2 separate regions of the Rattus norvegicus genome follow, and region 2 is linked to region 1. A link is a contact called in public Hi-C data. All regions are on one chromosome and are shown on one strand. Each heading gives the region's core, a stretch centred on a gene start, on an enhancer-like site or on the middle of the called end of the contact. The rest is flanking DNA. Distances are from core to core; before and after follow the strand shown. Region 1 holds the start of Vav1 (vav guanine nucleotide exchange factor 1). Region 2 has its middle 25 kb from the start of Adgre1.

Region 1 (6,619 bases), core at 3,809-6,308:
TCCAGCAGCCTGTATACCAGGTGGTACACGTGTACCATCCAGCGCTCAGGAAGTGAAGTGTTGTACAGGACTGTCATCTGAACCCAACTGCCACCACCTCCACGAGCTCGGCTCCGCTTCCTACAAAAGATCACTGCAGCTGGGCCTGGACGGAGGAGGGCCGGAAGGGAGCATCAGACCCTGACCTGAGTGTCCAGCCATTCTCCGTAGGCCACTGTGCACAACTCGCCCTAACCGAGTGTGGCCTCCGGGTCTGGGGAGGTGATTCAGTACACAGCGTGGGAAGGGCTCCATCTGCACAGCCATAGCCATAGCAAAGCCACCGTCCACAAGGAGTGCAGACCTTCCGGTTTGGCTGTTCCGGGGTCATTCTCCTGCCCACAACTGCCTGAATTCCTAGTTGCTGTTTGCATGCACGCACTCAGGGAGGCTCATAAGTGACAGGAAAATTCAAAAGGAGAGTGCCTCCCAGCAAGGGACAGTGTTGGGGGTTTCATTTCCACGAATCTTTACATTTCGGTCACGCAAATGGATCATTTCACCAAACACCTGGCTATGCGAAAGCTCCTGCTGTGTTCCCTGACATCCAGACACTGACACCCTGCGTTCCATCTATACTGCACTATGTACCTGTGTTTCCACACTGCTGTCTCGTGTGTGTGTGCTCACGCATGTGCGCGTGTGCATGTGCATGCAGAGGGCAGATGTGGACATCAGGTGTTCTGCTCTATCAGTCTCTGTCTGGTTGGGACAGGGTCTCTAACTGAACCTGTAGCTAGCCCACAGGGTTTGCAGGGAGGGCCTCACCTTGCTTTTTAATGTATGTGCAAATGCTATATCCAAGTCACTAGACCCAAGCCAATTGCTATGTTAGTTTCTATTTCCAGTTCAGACATGCCAACTCAGGGCTATGCCCATGACAACCGGTACAGCTCATGCCCGTCTGCATGGTTTTCTGGGGCTGGGGGCTTGTCAATGTGTTATACACCAATTCCTGCTTCTCCTGGAGTATATTGAGTCTGGAATCCTGCTGGGCCTTTCCCAAAACTTATCTCTTTCTCCTCAGACCAGAGTTCCACATGGAGGACTGCACAGACCCACAGAGGAGGGAAGCATACGATTGTGATGTCTGAAGCCTCTGTTTCTAACCATGATGTCATCAGCCTTTTTGTGGGTCTTAGACCTCATGGGCCCTGGCCAGTCTGAAAATGCTCTACTCAGACCTCCAACACCAGTGCAAACAGCTGGAAAGTCACTGCCCTGAGCACATGGATACCTGCCTGCCACTACATACCTCAGGACCTTTGAATGGGCAGCACACACACACACACACACACACACACACACACACACACACACCTGGGTCACTACCCACACATCCACAAGGCTCCCCTTCACCAACCCCAGGTGTCTGCTCTAGTCTAGTGAGGTTTCCTAGACTCCTTACTCAAAAATGCATAGCTTTCTTCAAAGTATGAGCCACCTCCTGAAAGTGTACCCTGTCCCTATTGTCTCGTTGGTGCATTTCCTTCCTTTAGGATATAGTGGGATAAGAAATGAGCATGTGTGTCCCACTCCCATAGTCCCCAGCACCAAGGGCAGGGCTTTCCCTGAACAGTCACTGTTTGATGGATGGGTAGAGAGTAGGTGGGTGGATAAATGAATAAATGAATAGAACAAGTGGATCAATAGATTTGGTGGGTAAGTGGATGGATGAGTGGATGGACAGGTAGACGGGTGATGAGTGGATGGGTGGGTAGATGGATGGATGGGTGGGTGGGTGGATGGATGGGTGGATGGGTGGGTGGGTGGATGGATGGATGGATGAGTGGATGGATGGGTGGGTGGGTGGATGGGTGGGTGGGTAGATGGATGGATGGATGGGTGGGTGGGTGGATGGATGGATGAGTGGATGGATGGGTGGGTGGGTGGGTGGGTGGTTGGATGGGTGGATGGGTAGATGGATGGATGGATGGATGGATGGGTGGGTGGATGGGTGGATGGATGGATGGATGGATGGATGGATGGATGGATGGATGGGTGGGTGGATGGGTGGGTAGATGGATGGATGGGTGGATGGGTGGATGGATGGATGGATGGATGGATGGATGGATGGATGGATGGAGAGATGAAGGGAAGGAGAGAGGGGCGAGGGAGGAGAGCATAAAGTGGGATTTTCAGCACCACATGTATAAAGTGAGTACAAGACCATCCTGAGGTATGGTTGATGGGGAAGTTTTGTTGTAGCTATGAGGAAGAATACAGCCAGAATCACCTATGAGCATACAGCGCATGGAGAGAAAGTAGTAGACTGAGCATAGCCAGCAGAACAGACCAGGCTTGCTGGGAGGGGGAAGAGCAAGCGAGGAGGGCGGGCCAAGAGATGGGACCAAGAGTGCAGAGAGCACATGGTCAACATGGCAGGGTTCTATAGGAAGAGGAAACTGGGAAGGCAACCCCCTAAGCTGGTGATGTGTAGGGAGGAGAGTGGGGTAAGAAGTCTAAACACCAGCATGTGCTTTGGTGTGCTAATAGGCACTGTGGTAAGCCATTTGCCCCAAGTTTCTTTTGAACCTGATAGCTGGCTGGCTGGCTGGCTGGCTGGCTGGCTGGATGGATGGATGGATGGATGATGGATGGATGGATGGAAGGTGGATGGATGGACAGACAGATGGAAGGGTGAATGAGTGGATAGAAGGATGCATAGATGGGTGGGTAGATGAGTGGGTGCGTGGTATATAGATTATTTCCTCCATATTTCCTCAACAAAGGAGAGAGATAAGGAAAGGAAGAAACTAGTCTTCTCATTCCAATCTCTACAACTTTATCTCTGCTGTTTCCCAGTCCATGGCTTTTTCTTTTTCTTTCTGCCCTCCCTATCCCATGGGCCACTCTGTTCCTGGCTTAATTCTGCTAACAAATGCCTCAGAGGCCCAGAGGGGACATCCATAAGGTATTTCCTCTGGCATACCCATTGGTTCTCTCTCTCTCTCTCTCTCTCTCTCTCTCTCTCTCTCTGTCTGTCTGTCTTTCTCTCTCTCTCTCTCTCTCTCTCACACACACACACACACACACACACACACACACACACACACCTCCACCAGATGTAGAATTCCCTAAGAAGTCAGAAAGACCAGAGGCTAGAGAGAAGGTGGTGGGGAAGATTACAGTGAACATTGGCCCAGCCTGAGGCTTCACACAACTGAGCATAGGGAGCCGGAACAAAGAGAAAACTCCTACTGATTCTTCAAAACCCAGCTTAAATATCCCCTCTTGTATAAGTCCTAATTCTCCCAAGCAGTGTTTTTCTTACATTCTTAGAGCACAAGGGCCTGAGATGCATCTTCTTCTGTCTCCTTGAGTTTAAGAATTCTTTGGGGGCCAGAGCCAAGTTCCCAGCATTGGCTGACACATACTAGGACTGTCATTGGAACACAGCTGGTCCTCTGGGGACTAACACCATGCACACTTGCCCTTCAGAAAATCAGCCTTGGCTATGATACACAGGGATGGAAGTTCATCCTTAACTCTAACTGTTTTCCCAAGAGCTGCGATTGCCACATCGTAGGGCACCTCCAGTCCCGCCAGAGCTGGGGCCCAAGAGTCCCATGACTACTTCCCCAAGCCCTTGAAGCTACTGGAGTTCAGGCAAATGTAAGCAAATCTCTGCTGACCTGCAGCCAGGAAGAGGGAAAGTCCGCGGGGGACAGGGGCTGCTCTTCCCTACTTCCTCCAGGGAACTTGCAACAGCTTGGGGGATTGCTGCCTCACTGACAACCCCAGAAATATCCTAGAGACCCCAGCAGGCCATTCTTAAAGTAACTTCCTCCTTCAACTCCATCGGATCCCTCACATGAGGGAAAAGACCAGGCTCCAGTCCCGTTGACCATCATTTCCAAGGACAGCCTCCTGGGACTTGTACAAACAGGCTGTGCAGGACTGGCAGTCTGAGGGCAAGAGGACAGATGTCACTTACACCAAGGCTGTGTCCTTCAGAGCCCAGGGCAAGGCCATGTTCCCTTAGATATGACTATGTCCTTCACACCCCATGGTAAAGCTTTGTGTCCCTTTAACTTGAACCTATACTTCCATTTCTAGGGCTATCAGGCCCCCCAAAACCCCAGCATCCCTGGGAAAGCAGACAAGAGAATACAAAGCCACCAGTCACCTTTCACCACCACCTTAGCCACATTCAAATAAGGATTTGAATACATTTCCTAAGCTCACCAGGGCATAGTCTGACCATGCCTCCGTCCACCTGAAGCATGGAGAATGCAGAAAGTCGGGGTCACCCAGGACCTTTTTAGGATCCTAGGCCTGGGCCCTGCATTCAATGGGCCCTTCATGAAATGGATAGAGTTAGGATGCCACGGGGTCTCACATTGCAGCCCCCAGCGCTCCATGCCACACAGCACAAAGGCACGACAGGAAATGGAGGTGAAGGAAGATGTGAGGAGGAAGGAGTGGGGGGGGGGGGAGAGACAAAAGAGGCGGAAGAGGAGGAGCCACCCACGGTGGAGGAGAAACTGAAGGCCTCTTTCTTCAATGCTTGAATCTGGTGCTCCAACCTCATGCACCCTCTTGGCTAACTACAAGGAGGCCTCTTAGGACCCCTTAATTTAAATGGATCTAAACAGAGTCAGCTGGGGATTAGGGAAATTTCCCAGGACAGACACAAGGCAACCAAGAGTCTACAAACCTACCCAGAGCTCTGTTCTGCTCAACACCTCCCCTTAGCCAGAGCCAGACCTCCCCATCTCCATCCAGCCATGCCCTGCCATCACCCGGCAGACTTACCTGGGACATCTGGGGCCACAAGTTAACTTCCCGCAGATTGATGGCGTGGGGGAGCAGGTTGTTAAGCAGTTGACACAGGAGGACACCATCCCGCAGTGCCTGTGCCAGCTCACACACCTGGGCCCCCTCCCAGGTCACACGGTGGCTGGGAGGCAGCACCCGACACTGGATCAGCCAGTGGGTGCACTGTCGCCAGAGCTCCATAGTGGCTGCCTGCCTCTCCCTTGGCCCCTCGGGGAGGCCCCGTGCACCCTCGTTCCTTCACCACCGCTGCTGCCTGCCCCAGTGGGGACAACTACAACACCACTTCCTCTTCTATGACTGTAACTGTCGCCCCGGGGTGGGGGTGGGGAGGAGCCGTGGGGCGGAGGGGAGCATCTGCAGTTCCACCCTCACACCTTCCCCTCACTAGTGTGACCTTCCCCTTCTCCACCCACATTGAGCAGACCTGGGCACCTGCACTACCTCATCCAGCTGTAGGCACATAGGCTGTCACCTCCTCTGTCTTCTCCTGGTCCCCTGTCTATGGCCCTGTTCTCTCACAGTCTGTTGCCCCTGCAGCAGCCAAAGGGGACCATTGAACACTGAGTCAGGTCTCGACTATTCTTCCACCACCCATAACCTTTCTGGATCCACCTTCCTTCTTCCACAGGGTCAAAACCCAAGTTCACCCTGCCCCACCCCCGCCAGCCTCTTCTCTCTCTGTCCTTCACTCCCTCCTGCCCCAGAGCCTTTGCACTTGTACCCACCACACTAATTCACTCCGTCGTTTCCTATGTCACTGACTACTGAGTGCTCAGCCATGCGTGGAACATCTCCGCTGCCACCCCAAGGCTTGGAAGAAGGGATAGAAAGTAGGTAAGAGTAGGGGGGGGGGGTTGGGGATTTAGCTCAGTGGTAGAGCGCTTGCCTAGGAAGCTCAAGGCCCTGGGTTCGGTCCCCAGATCAAAAAAAAAAAAAAAAAAAAAAAAAAAAGAGAGAGAGTAGGGTGGGGGATGAAGCGCTGTCTCCATGCCATGCCATGGCCACTGTGCTCATGAACTCAGTGCAGTTGTGGTGGCAGCACAAGATCAAACCAGGAAGGAGCCAACTGCCCACAGGCAGCAGTAATGGGCGCAGCGCGTTAAAAAAGAGCAAGTAAGTGGGGACAAGGTAGAGAGTCCACTCTCATCGGGAGTGCTTGGGGAAAGTCAGAGGGGGGGGCTGACGGTGGGAAGAACCAAGATAGCCTGTTAACATGTAGGAAATTACCAACGGATATAACTATAGTAAAATTAGAAAATATATTCTACTTTAAAGGCCATTTTTTACTTTTATTACATTTTATTTTCTCACTTTGTGTGTGTGTTGTGTGTTGTATGTGTGTATGTGTGAATGTACATGTGGGGCACAGTACATGTGTGGAGGTCAAAGGACACATGAGGGAATAGGTTCTCTTTCCACCACTCAAACCCCAGGGATTGAACTCAGATCATCAGGCTTAGCAGCAATCACCTTTGCCCACAGAGCCCTCTCACCTTTCCTTTTTTCCTTTAAACTTGTGTTGTGAATACCATGCGCCAGTGTGCTGCACGAGCTTGTGTACATTCATGCATGTGTGTGTGTGATGCACACACACTTTGGCGTGTGTGTTGAGGTCGCAGGACAACCTCAGTGTAAGTCCCCTCTTCCACTTCACTTAAGGTAGAGCCTCTCTTGCTCATGGGCTAACCGCTCCTGGCTAGCTGGTCTCTGAGCTTCCAGAATTGTCTCTGCCCTCATTTCATCTTAGGAACACTGAGAATAAAGAGCACAGACTACCTCCTCCTTCTTTAATTTTGCC
Region 2 (7,383 bases), core at 2,892-5,391, 55 kb before region 1:
TAATTGTGAGAATGTATGCATGTGTGTGTGTAAGAATGTAATTGTGTGGCTCAGTGGTAGAGCGCTTACCTAGGAAGTGCAAGGCCCTGGGTTTGGTCCCCAGCTCCGAAAAAAAGAAATAAAAAAAAAAAAAAGAATGTAATTGTGATAATGTATGTAAGCTGGACCCAACTGTTTGTGTGGAAATGTATAAATGTGCATTTATGAATCTGTGTATGAAATTATATATGTTTATGCATATTTGGCTATGTAAAAGTTTTTCCTTCTGCAAGCGCTATTCACTTATCTTGGTTCAATAGAAATTTATTGCTCCAAACTTCCCCCTAGCCAGACAAGCAAGAGGCATAGGGACAAAAGGGAACGGCTCTAACAATTAATCCTCGGGTTGGGGATTTAGCTCAGTGGTAGAGCGCTTGCCTAGCAAGCGCAAGGCCCTGGGTTCGGTCCCCAGCTCCGGAAAAAAAAAAATTAATCCTCTACTTTATCCCCTGCTGTTTCAGAATGAGGTGCTAAATGCCAGAGACTGCAGTTTCTGGCCTCAGAGGAACACAGAAGGAGGGTCAGTTACAGTAGCAAAGCATAGTGACTTAGACATAGATAAGTAAATCACCTACAGTAACATAGTAACTTAGACTTAGATAAGTAAACTTATTATTATACAGCAACCCAGTCTTACCCTCCGCTGACGCTCTTTCCCTTCCGCTGCCTCAAAAAGAACTAACAGGAGAAAGACTAATGCAGGAGCTGGCCCCCCAACAGGGGTGCATGCAAACTTGAGTGCACATACACAGACCAACTTTAATCTTCTCCATCAAACAACATCCACTGTCTGTTTTAATGTATTTGTCATTAGTTCTTTAAGAATTTCCTACATGTGTGCTTGTGTATTCTGATCACATTCACGACTGCCACCTGCTCCCCCTCTCCCCAACTCTTTTTATCCACCCACCATTATCAACTTCGTGCCCTCCTTGTTGGTTGGTCTTCTAACCTCCTAAGTCAAATTTGTGCAGCTTCAGGTGTTTTCTCAAGATGGGGTCTCTCTCATTACCCTAGAATCCACAAATAGAAACATGAGTCTCATGTTTGTGGGGCAAGCACTAGACCAGCTGCGCCATCCTTCTTACCCAACAAAGCTTCAGGAAAAGCACAACCATCCAGAGATACCGGTTTCTAATTCGGGCTTCAAAAAGATCCAGGCTCTGTGTACAACCTGTGCCTCAATCCCACCATCCTCCTCTCTACCTCCCTTGCTAATTCTACTTCAAACCACACAGACCATTTGAGTATTTTGTTTCTTTCTACCCACTGTGTGATGCACCCCTTAGTAATTTGGTACGCATATTGTGAGTGAAATGAACTCTTGAGGCAGCATCCCCCTCTCCTCCATTTCCTTGTTCATTCTTATTTATTTATTTATTTATTTATTTATTTATTTATTTATTTATTTATTTAAATGTGTCTACTGCCACCATGTGCATACGGAGGTCAGAGGTCAGCTTTCAAGAAATGGTTCTCACCTTCTACCATATAAGTCCCAGAGGTCGTCGAACTTAGGTCATCAGAAATTGACAAGTGCATTCACTACCGAGCCATCTCCAGCCCCGCCAACCCACACCCATTTGGTGGGAGAGGGGTGGATTTGTTTTGGTTTTTGGTTTTTGGTTTGGTTTGGGTTTTGGGTTTTGTTGTTGTTTTCTTTTTCGGTTTGGTCTGGTTTGGTTTGGTTTTGGTTTTGGTTGGTTGGTTGGGGGGGATGTTATTTGGTTTTTGGATTTTGGTTTTTTGAGACAGGGTTTCTCTCTGTAGCCCTTGCTGTCCTGGAACTCACTCTGGAGACCAGACTGGTCCCACAGGCATGCACCTGCCCCTGCCCCTGCCCCTGCCTCCCAAGTGCTGGGATAAAAGGTCTATGTCACCACAGCCAGCCTAAGTTTTTATTAATGCATAAACTGCTCATAGTAGCCGAACCTTGTGGTGCAGAGTTAGAAAATCTCAGCTACTCAGGAGGCTGAGGCAAGAGAATAATGAGTGCAAACCCAGCCTTGATCTGCTACACAGAGAGACTCAGGCTTACGATAAGGGAGTGAGGGGAGTAACCTGGGGAGTCAGACTCAGTAAGTGTTTACTGAGTGAGCTCTGCACACCCTAATTTAAAAGTCTGGGTATAAGATGGAGAGAAAAAAAGAAAAGGGGAGGCCCGGAAACCGGGAAGGGGAATAACAATCAAAATGTAAATAAGAAATACTCAAGTTAATAAAGATAAAAAAGAAGAAGAAGAAGAAGAAGAAAAGAAAAGGGGAAATTTGAAGATGCAGCAAAGGCTGACAAGGCTCATTATGAAAGAGAAATGAAAACCTACATCTCCCCCAAAGGGGAGACCAAAAAGAAGTTCAATGACCCCAATATACACAAGAGGCCTCTTTCGGCCTTCTTCTTGTTCTGTTCTGAGTACTGCCCCAAAATCAAAGGTGAGCATCCTGGCTTGTCCACTGGTGATGTTTCAAAGAAACTAGGAGAGATGTGGAACAACACTGCCACAGATAACAAGCAGCCCTATGAGAAGAAGGCCGCCAAGCTGAAGGAGAAGTATGAGAAGGATATTGCTGCCTACAGAGCTTAAAGGAAAACCTGATGCAGCAAAAAGGGGGTGAGGGTAGAGGTGGTCAAGATTGAAAAGATCAAGAAAAGGAAGATAGAGGAAGATGATGAGGATGAAGAAGATGAGGAAGAGGAAGAAGATTAATAAGTTGGTTCTAGCTCAGTTTTTTTTCTTGTCTATAAAGCATTTAACCCCCTTGTACACAACTCACTGCTTTTAAAGAAAAAAATTGAAATGTAAAAATAAAATAAAAGTCCGGGTACGGAAACGAAGCTTTGTATTCTGTCCTGGACAGGGAGAGGTGTGGAGGGATCGGTGTATCCCCAAGGCCCGCTGACTGGCCAGCCTACTTAGTGAACTCCAGGCCTGTGGAAGAACCTGTCCCAAAAATAAGGCTTAGAAGGAGACAGGAAGACTGTAAGAGCCAGAGGCCAGGCATGACCAAAGCAGGACCCCAGCACTCATGAACTCCAGCAGCTGCGGCTGCTGCTTACGATCAGCCCAGTCCACCTTGCAGCAAGTGGAAAGACTAATAAGTCCACCCTGAAGAGCTAGACAAAAGGAAAGGCAGGTTTTTAAACTCTGTCCCTGACCCCATAGGCTGACCAGGCTCCAGTGGATAGCCACGTACCAAGGACTCATGGACATCCCAAATTGGACTGGATGGGCTATTTTAAATTTAAAAAGAGGCATGACATTGGAAGAAGATTGGGATGACAGTGAGTCTGAGGAACATACACAGTTGAACCCAGGGACCATATCACTCATGGACACTAGGTGACAGCACACCACTGCAAGTGAATGCTGTGTGCTTAGGCCCCATAGAAATGAAACAAGGGCCTCTCAGCGACACAGACAGGGAAACACAGCTCGCTGGAGTCCTAAGGACAAAACGGCTCTATGCCTGACTTCATTGTATGAAATTCCACTAGTACACATAGTAAAATTCCTTTTACACATTTCTCTTTTAAAAGACAAAATAAAATTGTCCAAAGACCAATTCAACAAATGAAGCTCAGAAAGAAATCACTACAGATCCAAAAATATGTTTTAAACATTTTTTAAGAAAAATACGTAACAATAAATTACTGAGGGATAGGGCTGTGAGATGGTTCCGCAAGTAAAGGAGCTTGCCACTAACCCTAACGACCTGAGTTCAATCCCTAAGACCTACATGGTAGAAAGAGGGAACTGACTCCTGCAAGTTGTCCTCTGGCCTCCGCATGCTCCTGTGAAATTCACGCACGGTGCACTCACACACACACACAAATCAAATAAATGTAATAAGAAACTAAAAATAAGTTGAAAACACCACATCATCCCGGTAGTGCTGCTGTTCATTCCTTCTAGAAGGCTGAATGGAGGTACCAGAAATACCAGGGTCCCTTCCTGGATGCCTCTCTGAACTCATACACATAGATTTGTGAGCAAACACGCGTGTGCACACCCACAAACTCAATTTCTTCCCCCTTTCCTCCCCCCACTTGCCCGCCAGCGACCCGCCCAGCTGCAGACGTTGTCATTATCGCACATGTCCACCAGGGGGTGATCGTGCCTTTAATTTCCAGCTATCTGCCTTGGACCAGGCCTGCTTGGATATCCGCCTCTGCGTTTTAACTTGTATCTGATTTCCCACATCTTCGTCTTTTTAAATCATTAAAACAGCTAAGGGGGAGTATTTTGAGGATTGTCCTAGTCTCTGATGCTATAATAAAATATCCCGACAAAAAAAGGGGAGTTTTGGAGAGCTAGGGGTTGAGTTTACAGTTCTAGAGTATAGTCCATCTTGGTGGGGCAATTATAACAGACACCTCAAACAACTGGTCACAGGACAACCACAGTCAAGAAGGAAGAAATGAAGGCCAGCTTACTCATTTACACACAGTTCTGTATCCCTGCCTAGGGAATGATGTGCCCCACTGTGGGCTGGTTCTTCCCACATCACTTAACATAGTTAAGACAATCCCCCACAGACCCTACAGGTCAACCTGTAGACAGTCACTGCAGCAAAACCTAGCCTGCACCACAGAATACAAACTTCTGCCGCCCTGAGCCTTAAAGACAGAGTGAGCACTCTGGGAATGGCTGGAATTGCTCCAAGAGCAAATTCATGATCTCTAACTCCTCAACATCACATGATTCAGCCTCTCCTTCTCATGGAAAAGCCATGGGAAAGGGCAACCTTCTGTTGTCATGGTTCTTGTGATGGTCAAACTTGACTTGAACTTGAATCGGCTGAGACACATGCTTCTGGGGGAATCTACGGGGGAAGGGCCTCCTAGACAGTGGCTGGCAGCTTCCAGAGAGGGAAATGTTATTGGGTTTCAGCCTGTTCTTGCCCCTTCCTGGAGAGCACATCCACTCTGTTGCTGCCTCTGTGTTGTTCCTACAATCCTTATCTAACATAGATTGAAGACCTGGTACCCTCCAGAAACCACCGCCCTGCCCCCAGGCCTTCAGATCTGGACTTTGCCGCACCACCTCATAGACTGAGCTGTTCCCCGGTTCTCAGCCTCCGTAGCACACAGGCAGCCCAAGCTGCATCATATAAGCCAGACTAATAAATCTCTCCTTGATATCTATTGATTCTATCAGTCCTGTTCCTCTAGTGCAGAACTCTAATGCAGTTCTTGATACCTGTGAATCCATTGGCTCTCCCTACGGTGAAGGCAGACCCCTCAGACATGACAAGCATTTCATACCAGACTCCTGTGCCATAGTCTATCCTTGGCCAAGTGTGTGAATAAGGCAATGCTTGGGCATTGGCTTTCCTGAGAGAGAACCAGGGAGTGCCGTGGCCTCTGTTAGTCACTAGACCAGTAGTTCTCGACCTTCTTAAAGCTGTGACACTTTAATTCAGTTCATGTTGTGGTAGTCTCCCACCATAAAATTATTTCATTGCTACTTTATAACTGTAATTTTGTTACTGTTAGGAATTGTAATGTAAATATCTGATATGCAGGATATTCTGATATGCGACCCCTGTGAAAAGGTCATTCGACCCCCCAGAGGGGTGGTGACCACTGTACTAGGGTGCTGAGACCACAGATTAGCCCTGAGACTCAGCTTTTTTAGTGTGTGTGCTGTGTAGAATACATTCACACCTGTAACACCCGCACGTGCAGATGCTCATAGTATCACCGGTATGGAGGCTACAGGAGGCTAACACTCCCCACTTTGCCCCAACACTCTTGCTGAACCCAGGGCTTGGCTGACAGCCCAGACATCCTCCTGCACAGGGTTGGTTGTTACAGGCGCACATGGCCAAGCCCAGGAGTTTACTGGGTTCTGGGGATTCAAACTCAGGTCCTCATGTTTGTGCAGCAAGAATTCTTAACCTCTGAGCCATCTCCCAGACACGTCATGATGCTGTGCCTTCAAAAAAGTATAACCCCTGACTCTCTGGTAATGTACAGTGAATTTTCCAGGGGTTGAGATGACCTCCAAGTCCATTATGTCTCAACCACCTTCTCCACTGCCCAGGAAACTGGACCTAATATTGGGCCATGGGGATGTTCAATACAATGGCGCCTTCCTGAATAATGTACACTCTGAAGCCCTGTCCCATCCCTGGCCACCCACACTAGCTGTTCTTCTATTTGAGCTTGGTAAAGGTGATCCAGGCTGATCAAAAGAAATCCACCCAAAAAGGCAATTTCTTGGCTCTTGCCCTGGCCCTAAAGTACCGCAGGTAAAGTCTGACAGACAGAGGTCAGGGCCTGGGGGCAGAGCGTGGAGGGTGTCATGTAAATGATGGGAAAGTTCTGGAAAGTGGGCATTGATCCTGGAGTCATGAATACACTTAGCAATAGTTAAAACACTCAAAACGGCAGGTACGGTAGACTGCATGCTGTGTTTAACCACAATCTTAAAAATAAAGTCTATTCAATAAGAAAGAGACACCAAGGCATGAATAATATATGTTAAAAAAGAATCAGTCTGATGCACAGGCTTTTCTGAAACAAAATGAACAGAGCTAAGGGGATGGGGCTCACGAGGCCCCGCCCCTTCCTGGGCTTGATAGAGTTGACAGTTGGGAGGGGAGGGGCTCACGAGGCCCCACCCCTTCCTGGGATTGATAGACAGTTCAAGGTCTCCGGGGACGGGACACACATTTCTTCAGGGGTGTAACCACAGTCAGTGGCCCACACTCCTGTGACAGTCTCTCCTCTCAACCCTGATGGAGTTCAGTGTTCTATCAAAAACTAGACGTGGAAGTAGAAGGTACTGCGTAGGAAAAGAAAGGGATCAGCAGGAGTGGAAGGAGGCAAGAGAACATGACAGAGGATATGATCAAAATAAATAGTACATATATGGAAATGTTATAAGAAAACCCATTACTAGGCTTCAGTAATAGTCACTATTAAAAACATGCAAAAAGGGGCTGGGGATTTAGCTCAGTGGTAGAGCGCTTACCTAGGAAGCGCAAGGCCCTGGGTTCGGTCCCCAGCTCCGAAAAAAAAAGAACCAAAAAAAAAAAAAACATGCAAAAATAAACAGAAGTCTGAAGCCAAAAGAACAGACGACAGATGGCATAGACAGGAGAAAATGAGCTACGGTCTGAGGTGGTAAAGAGATGGAATTCTATCCCCCAAGTCCATCCACACCCCAAATAGGGTACCATGAGAAAAGAGATTTCTCTGTGCTGGAGGAAGCTGGGGCTCAGTGGATAGAGCTCTCATCTGGCATGTGTGAGGCTCTGGTTCCATCCACAGCACAGAATAAACCAGGCATGTTGGTACACACCTCCCAGCACTTAGGAGGTAGAAAAAGAAGATCAG

What was found. A called contact is a pair of places that touch in the nucleus more often than the background predicts.
Region 2: a Hi-C map of Schwann cells shows a contact between it and region 1, with 4 times the contacts expected there. The contact joins the enhancer-like site here to the promoter of Vav1 in region 1. A contact is called at or near these places in 3 of 12 Hi-C or Micro-C datasets (the A7r5 cell line, Schwann cells and frontal cortex).

What each region holds. Positions count from the first base shown.
Region 1 is chr9:2,247,394-2,254,012 of GRCr8, reverse strand. It overlaps Vav1 (vav guanine nucleotide exchange factor 1), which reads right to left and starts at 5,058. Exons shown (of 27, transcript NM_012759.2): 1 at 4,798-5,058. The coding sequence starts at 5,001.
Region 2 is chr9:2,300,484-2,307,866 of GRCr8, reverse strand. No RefSeq gene overlaps it. Among named protein-coding and RNA genes, the nearest start is that of Adgre1, 25 kb to the left of the region's middle. Within about 2 kb of position 4,141, at least 3 of the 93 cell types and tissues checked have an H3K27ac peak or open chromatin away from gene starts, as enhancers often do. A contact at or near this core is called in Schwann cells, where this site is marked.